2 separate regions of the Sus scrofa genome follow, and region 1 is linked to region 2. The links are chromatin contacts, called in public Hi-C maps. All regions are on one chromosome and are shown on one strand. The core of a region is the stretch at or near the end of the contact, and the rest is flanking DNA. Distances in the headings are between cores, read along the strand shown. Region 1 holds the start of DDX3X (DEAD-box helicase 3, X-linked). Region 2 overlaps USP9X (probable ubiquitin carboxyl-terminal hydrolase FAF-X).

Region 1 (3,503 bases), core at 518-3,017, 230 kb before region 2:
TACGTTTTGTTATTAATTTTACACTTGGTAAAAAGCATTTTAAATGCTACTGTAAATTGTTAAAGTTACATAACTGCAATTTTCTCAGTTGTGAATTTGCTTGTTGCTTAATCCTAACGACTGTGCATATTGTTTTCCAATTACATCGGCTGCAAACTTAATTCCTGCCTAATCTTAAACAAGGTACCATCTATACATGGAAAATGTTAACCTTACACATCCCAATGTCTTGACACCAGATTTCTTTGTGCTCCATTTAACATGGGACGTTAGAAATCTGAAGGATTTAATATAATTGATCCATTAACGGGAAAAAAACGCTCAAAAAAAAAAAAAAAGATCGTTACATCGCTAAAAACATATGATACAACAATTCATTTGTGTCACTCAGGTTCAGAATTCTGGAGTTCGTGATAGGCAGTTTACTTGAAAGCAACAAGCATCCCACTTAAAAGAGCTTCTCTGAAGAGAGAAGCTACCTACTGTTGCGGAGGGATGCAGATACCCAGCCACCGCAGCCCAGAACCCCTCTGCTCTCAGATCCCGCGTACTCCTCTAAACCCTTCGAAGAGGGGGTTTCAGTTAAGACGAAAGACCCGGAGCCTCTGACCTATTTCGAAATTCCACTCCACGGGCAGCAAACAAAACTGTTCATCATTTCTCCGTAAGCCACAATTCCAGGGGTTCCTCCTCTGGCCGACTCCCGGATCAAACGTCACTGACCCGAGGACACTCATACAACCCGTGGTACTCCCCCTCCCCCCGCCAAAACAGCGCGCCGCCCTGGCTAAATCGCCACCGTGACTATCAGGAGCCAGGGAGGAGGGACGGGCGGCGCCGGAGCCCGAACCTCCCTGACGTCTTCCCACCGCGTTCAACCGCGATCTCCGGAGCCCGGCGCCACCGCGCACGCAGCGGCCCGTTCCTCCCTCCCCTCCCCCTCCCCGAATCTTCTGCGTCACAAAACTTTCCACTCCGGAAACGCGGCCGCGCGAGCCACGGCGCCGGGCCTGCGACAACCGGGCTGGAGCGAAAAAGGCCGGCGGAAGGAAGCCGGAGAGGAACAAGATGCCCGTTCCATCTTCGCTTCCGGGCCCGCGGCGGGCCGGGCCGCTCCGGCTCGGGGGCCGCAGCGCCGCCCAGCCACCCGACACCACACAAAGGAGGCCGCCGCCATTACCCCGAGCGGAGGCCACCCCCCTCCCGCCCCCGCGCCGCCCCCTCCCACATTCCAGGGCCGCGTTCCTCCTCCCGCTCGCACGCGCGCACCCACTCACACAGGCGCCAACGCCGCCCGCGTCTCTGACGAGCCGCGCACGGCTGAGCCCTCCGGGCCTTAAAAAGGTCCCCTATTCGCGAACCTCTGCGCAGCCTCTCCCCACACCGGCGGGTCACTAGGCAGTCGAGGTGCGCGCGCCTCCGCGAGAGCGCGCGCCCCTCCCCCCCCCGCCCGCCAGCGCACGCATACACAAAAGCCGCCATTGTGCTCGGCCCGGGGACAATACCGCGGGCCAAGCCGGGGTCCCGGCCCCAGCGACAGCCATAACCTACACTCCTGTCCCCTTCCCGCTCCCCCACAGCCCCGGGACATTCACACTCGCCAGCCCGGGGGACCCCGAAAATGGGAACTGAGGGTGCCGACTAGCGCTGCGCCACAAGCCAGGTTTAGGTCAGGGGAAGGACTCAAGCGGCAACGACCCCGGTCGGCTCCTTGCTGCTCACCTGCTGGTCCAGCCCGAGCGCATTTTCCACCGCCACATGACTCATCCCTGAAGAGTACCGAGAACTCGGAGTCTTCCGCTGCTGAGCTAGTGTGTTTGGTTAACCGCGAAGGCCCTCTCACGGGAGAACTGCGGCTCTGAGGCGCACGGCGCGGCCACGGATCTAATATACCCGCCCGAACGACTGCTACGTCAGCACGTAAGACGTGTGCCCTCCCTCTCACACCCGCACTCCTCCCGCCGCTACGATTTCTGCCTAGCTACTGCGCGCTCACTTAGCCCTAACCTCGCGGGATTTCCCAAGTCAGTCGTGTCCCCAGCTCGTCGTCCTACCTTGGCACTCAGAGCGCCAAGTACTGTCCTAGTTCGCTGAAGTTCCACTTACCCTGTCCTCCGCTCTTACCCTAGCCTAAGTCTAGGTCTCGAGGTCTCGCGAGAACTCGTCACCTCCAGTGTTTCGCCCGCTAGCAGACCTTAAAATCCAACCCCGGCCTTTTCCTCTTTCTTTCCCCAAGGTCTCTAGTTTTCCCTGTTCCTTTCTTTCAAGGGCGCGCTCTATCTCTCTCTCTCTCTCTTCTTTCCCTCCCAGTCCCCCGGACTTGGAGCTTTTGTGAGACTTCTCCAAACTGATCAGCTCTCGCTTTCTCGCGGGCAGCCGCTCCGAAATCGGAGTTAGGCAAAGAGAGGCCCAAAGCCCCTGGGACGACGGGTCATGTGATCGCAGGTGTCGAACGCGGAGGCCATTTTGGGGAGCAGGAAACCGTCGTTTTAAATAGAGTGCGCGGAATCAGGGGAGAAGAGGGGAGAGAGGGAGGAGGAGGGGAAAAGAGGAGGAAAGAGGGAGAAGAGAAGGAAAGGGAAAAGGAGGAGGGAAGAGGGCGGGATGGCGACCTCGCCGGGGGAGGAAGTGGAGGGGCTGGCGGCGCGCGCTGGTGGTGGCACACTTTTACCGCGCGGTTGCCTAGGCAGCGGGGCCGCCGCCTAGGAACGCCACAGCCCCTCCTGTTCTACCAACACCGCCGACCCCCACCCCACGCGAGCGCGCTCCTGCGCGCGTCCCCGCCCCCCGCCGTGAGGGAACAATGAGACAATCACTCGCTGAACTTAGGCGGGTGGTAGCGCACCCTCCAGGGACCCCGGCCCTCCGCCCACCCAGGCCCGGAGTTTCCTCCTTCAGGGCATCCAACGGCTCTGGGCGGGTGGTCACTGGCGCGGTGCTGCCTCCCTCAAACCCAGAGGACCCTGGGGATGGAGAAAGGATCTCCTAGGGAGTCGGGAGTGTTTGTGGCTGGGCGCAATCTGGGCCTGCCGAAGAAGTCTTCAGCATTACCTGTCGGGAGTCGGGGTTACCCTCGGGCGACTGCAGTGAATGGGGAATGGAAGAAGCGGGTTTCTGCCATCAGAGGAACCCCTTCTTGTGGCCCCCTCCTAAGCAGACAACCCCTAGTCCCAGCCTCAGTGCCGCAAAACCTTAAATGCATGTTTACTAATGGACCCCTGCCTTTCAGCAAGCAGCCGCTCGTACGCGGTTCTCATGAACGTTTTTCCCCCTCTCCTCTGACCCTCAGCCTGACAGAATTAAATAATATACGGGGTTTTCCACCATCCCCCAAAGGATCTTCTCCTGCCAGAATTCAAATAGCTCGTCCTCATCACGTAATTTACCACTTCTTTCCCTTTCCAATTTTTGTAATCGAAACTGAAATTCTAAAGAGATACGGAGATAATATGACACTTGTGTCCTGGGCTAGCCGCTTAACTGCCTTGGGTCTCAATTTTTTC
Region 2 (3,263 bases), core at 593-3,092:
ATGGCTATTATCAAAAAATGGAAAATAACAAGTGTTGGCAAGGATGTGGAGAAACTGAAACTCTTGTACATTGCTGGTGGGAATGTAAAATGAGACAGCCACTGTGGAAAACAGTTTGGCAGTTCCTCAAAAAGCTAAACTTAAAATCATCATATGATCTAGCAATTCCACTCCAGAGTATATACCCACGATAATCGAAAGCAGGGACTCAGATATTTGTTCACCCATATTCGTAGCGGCATTATTCGCAATAGTCAAAATACGGAAACAATCCAGATGTTCATCAACGGATCAGTGGAAAAACAAAATGTGGTGAAAACACACGATGGAATATTATGCAGACTTTAAAAGGAATGAAATTCCAATACCTGCTATAACATGAATGGACTTTGAAAATATGGTTAAGTGAAACAAGTGTAACAGGTTAACTGTAAAAGGTCACATATTGTATGATTCTACTTAAGGAGGTCCCTACAATAGACACATTCATAGAGACAACAAGTAGAATAGAGGTTTCCGGGACTGGGGGGAGGAGAAAATGAGTAGTTGTTTTAACAGGTACAGTGTTTGCGGGGTTCGTGTCGTGGCTCAGTGGTTAACAAACCTGACTAGGATCCTTGAGGACTCAGGTTCGATCCCTGGCCTTGCTCAGTGGGTTAAGGAGCCGGTGTTGCCATGTGCTGTGGTGTAGGTTGCAGACATGGCTGAGATCTAGCGTTGCTGTGGCTGTGGTGTAGGCCGGCAGCTGTAGTTCTGATTCAGCCCTTAGCCTGGGAACCTCCATATGCCATGGGTGTGGCCCTAAAAAGACAAAAGACAAAAAAAAAAAAAAAAAACAGGTATACTGTTTGGGATGACAAAGTTCTGGAAATGGAAAATGGTGATGGTTGCACAACACGATAAATGTCCTTTAAGCAAATGAATGGTACACTTAAAAGTGGTCAAAATGGTAAATTGTATGTTGTATATATTTTACCACAATTTTGTTACAGTGGAAGGAAAAATCAATTTCATATATTTCATGTATTTCCAGCAACAGTTCTAGGGGGACTTAGTCCATCAAGTCAAGTTCACCAGCAACTACCCAGTGTGCCCCATGGCTCCCAGGGTGGGTGTGACCTACAGGACTGCCCACTTTTGACACCTTCCACTCAGTTAATAAGATAGGAATTGAACAGTTCTGAGTTTAAAAAATGGGTTCAATGTCACAGTGCAGCTCTTTAAATAAAGTCCATAGAGTCCAGGCCTTCCTTCTTATTTCCTTTGTTTTGGTTTCACTTTTCTTTTTTTCTTTCTTTCTGAGTTCTATTTTTTTTTTTTTTCTTTTTCAGGGCCACACCCACGGCATATGGAGGTTCCCAGGCTAAGGGTCAAATCAGAACTACAGCTGTCAGCCTACACCATAGCCACAGCAACAGCAGATCTGAGCCCTGTCTGCAACCTACACCACAGCTCATGGCAAGGCCAGATCAAACCCTCAACCTCGTGGTTCCTAGTCGGATTCGTTAACCACTGAGCCACAGAAGGAACTCCTCTTTCTTTTTTTTCTTTCTTTCTTTCTTTTTTTTTTTTTTTTCATTTGGCTTTTTAGGGCTGCACTTGCAGCATATGGAGGTTCCCAGGCTAGGGCTCAAATCAGAGCTGCAGATGCCAGCCTACACCACAGCCACAGCAACACCACATCTGAGCCTCATCTGTGACCTACATCACAGCTCACGGAAATGCCAAATCCTTAACCCATTGAGCGAGGCCAGGGATCAAACCCTCATTCTCACATACTAGTCAGTTTCGTTACCACTGAGCCAGGACAGGAACTCCAGTTTCACTTTTCTAACACTTGTCCTTTAGCTTTAAAGCTAATTTTTTTTTTACTTCCTGGTCCCGCCTTGGTAGGGCAATGACTTATTATATTACATTTCCTCATAACATTTCCCAATGCACTCTTATTTCTCCTCCCTCCCCAGAAAAGCCTGGTAAGTATGCTCACTGTTGCCTAGGACACTTATCATAAGAATATACAGAATTTCCTCGGTAAGTTGTTATTGTTTTATACTTTCAAGGCTACACATTTCAAAGTTGTATAGACAAAGGGTTAAATACTTCATGCCTGTGGAAATGTCTTCTGGGTTAATGGTCAAGCTAATATAAAAGAGGAGGGAGCTTTGATAATACGTCCCCCAGAGGAGGCTTTGTGATTTGAATGGAATGAGGAAAGTCCACAATGACTTAGTATTTTTAACAAAAATGAGAGAACTAAGAATCTAGGGAGATGGCCCCATTTCATCTTCCTTTATGACAATGGGCAGAGGATGTAGCTAGGGAGAACAAGGTACCATATAAAAGATCACAGCTGATAGTATGCTATTGCTCAAGGATATTCACCTGAATTTTAGACACCAGTGCCTAGAACAGACATACTTAAAAATAGTCTGTCCATCCAGCTCTGGAAGAACCTCTCTGAAACGGACCTATTCCCAGCCAAGGATTGGACACAGGGTCCAGGGCATTATTTCACTTATTTTACTCTAGAGTTTGGGGATCTCTTTGGGTTTTATTTATAATTCGAAGGGTTCTACTTTAGCGAGTTTATGTAAACCACCACAGAGCAGAAGAATGTGATCCTTTTAATTTGCTTTTACTAGCACGGTCTTGCTTATTTCATCTAAGCCAAAGAAGTCCCTATATCCCCAGCTGGAGAGTAACAACACCTTCTCCGGAGAAGCCTGAATCTTCCCATCACCTGTTTGTGGCACAGGTGAATTGCTTCGACACAACTTAGGGCTGCTAATTATGCCTCACTCCTGACCTATAAGCTATAAGCATGGCTAGCTCTAATAAACCCAGAGCTTTCTAACAGGGGTACAGCTCAGCTCTGAAATCGGATCTGTCCAGAAGATACCAAATTGTCCAGGTCTTACTTAGCTAAAATATATGCCTCATGATTTAAATGTGGACCTGCAAAGTCAACCTGATTTTCTCAACCACTTTCACAATCAAAAAACTGCACTGCCCTCACCCAGCCCAACCATTTGGTAATTCAAGTCAGACATCAAGATAAATGCTCACTATGCTCTGCCTACACGATTGCAGTCTGGTCTTGCTTTCTGCCTTCAGCACACCTCCCAAATCTCTCAGACAGCCTGGAAGTTTTGTAAAAAGGCACTTTGTCAGCCGACTCTTGCTTTTGCTTCAGTTTCTTCAAAGTCTACTCTAATTTGGACATATTATTGCTTATCCCAGAAAAAAGTAAACACTGTTAAGCT

Evidence for each region. Hi-C and Micro-C count contacts between places; a contact is called where the count stands out from the background.
Region 1: a contact with region 2 is called in a Hi-C map of alveolar macrophages, with 3 times the contacts expected there. The contact joins the promoter of DDX3X here to the enhancer-like site in region 2. A contact is called at or near these places in 1 of 5 promoter capture datasets (liver), 5 of 47 Hi-C or Micro-C datasets (alveolar macrophages, fetal heart ventricle, heart right ventricle and 2 more) and 1 of 2 datasets of contacts at active chromatin or transcription factors (alveolar macrophages).

What each region holds. Positions count from the first base shown.
Region 1 is chrX:36,988,345-36,991,847 of Sscrofa11.1, reverse strand. It overlaps DDX3X (DEAD-box helicase 3, X-linked), which reads right to left and starts at 1,767. Exons shown (of 17, transcript NM_001246203.1): 1 at 1,723-1,767. The coding sequence starts at 1,767.
Region 2 is chrX:36,755,055-36,758,317 of Sscrofa11.1, reverse strand. The region is part of intron 1 of USP9X (probable ubiquitin carboxyl-terminal hydrolase FAF-X); the gene reads right to left. Among named protein-coding and RNA genes, the nearest start is that of USP9X, 21 kb to the right of the region's middle. Within about 2 kb of position 1,842, at least 9 of the 83 cell types and tissues checked have an H3K27ac peak or open chromatin away from gene starts, as enhancers often do. A contact at or near this core is called in alveolar macrophages, where this site is marked.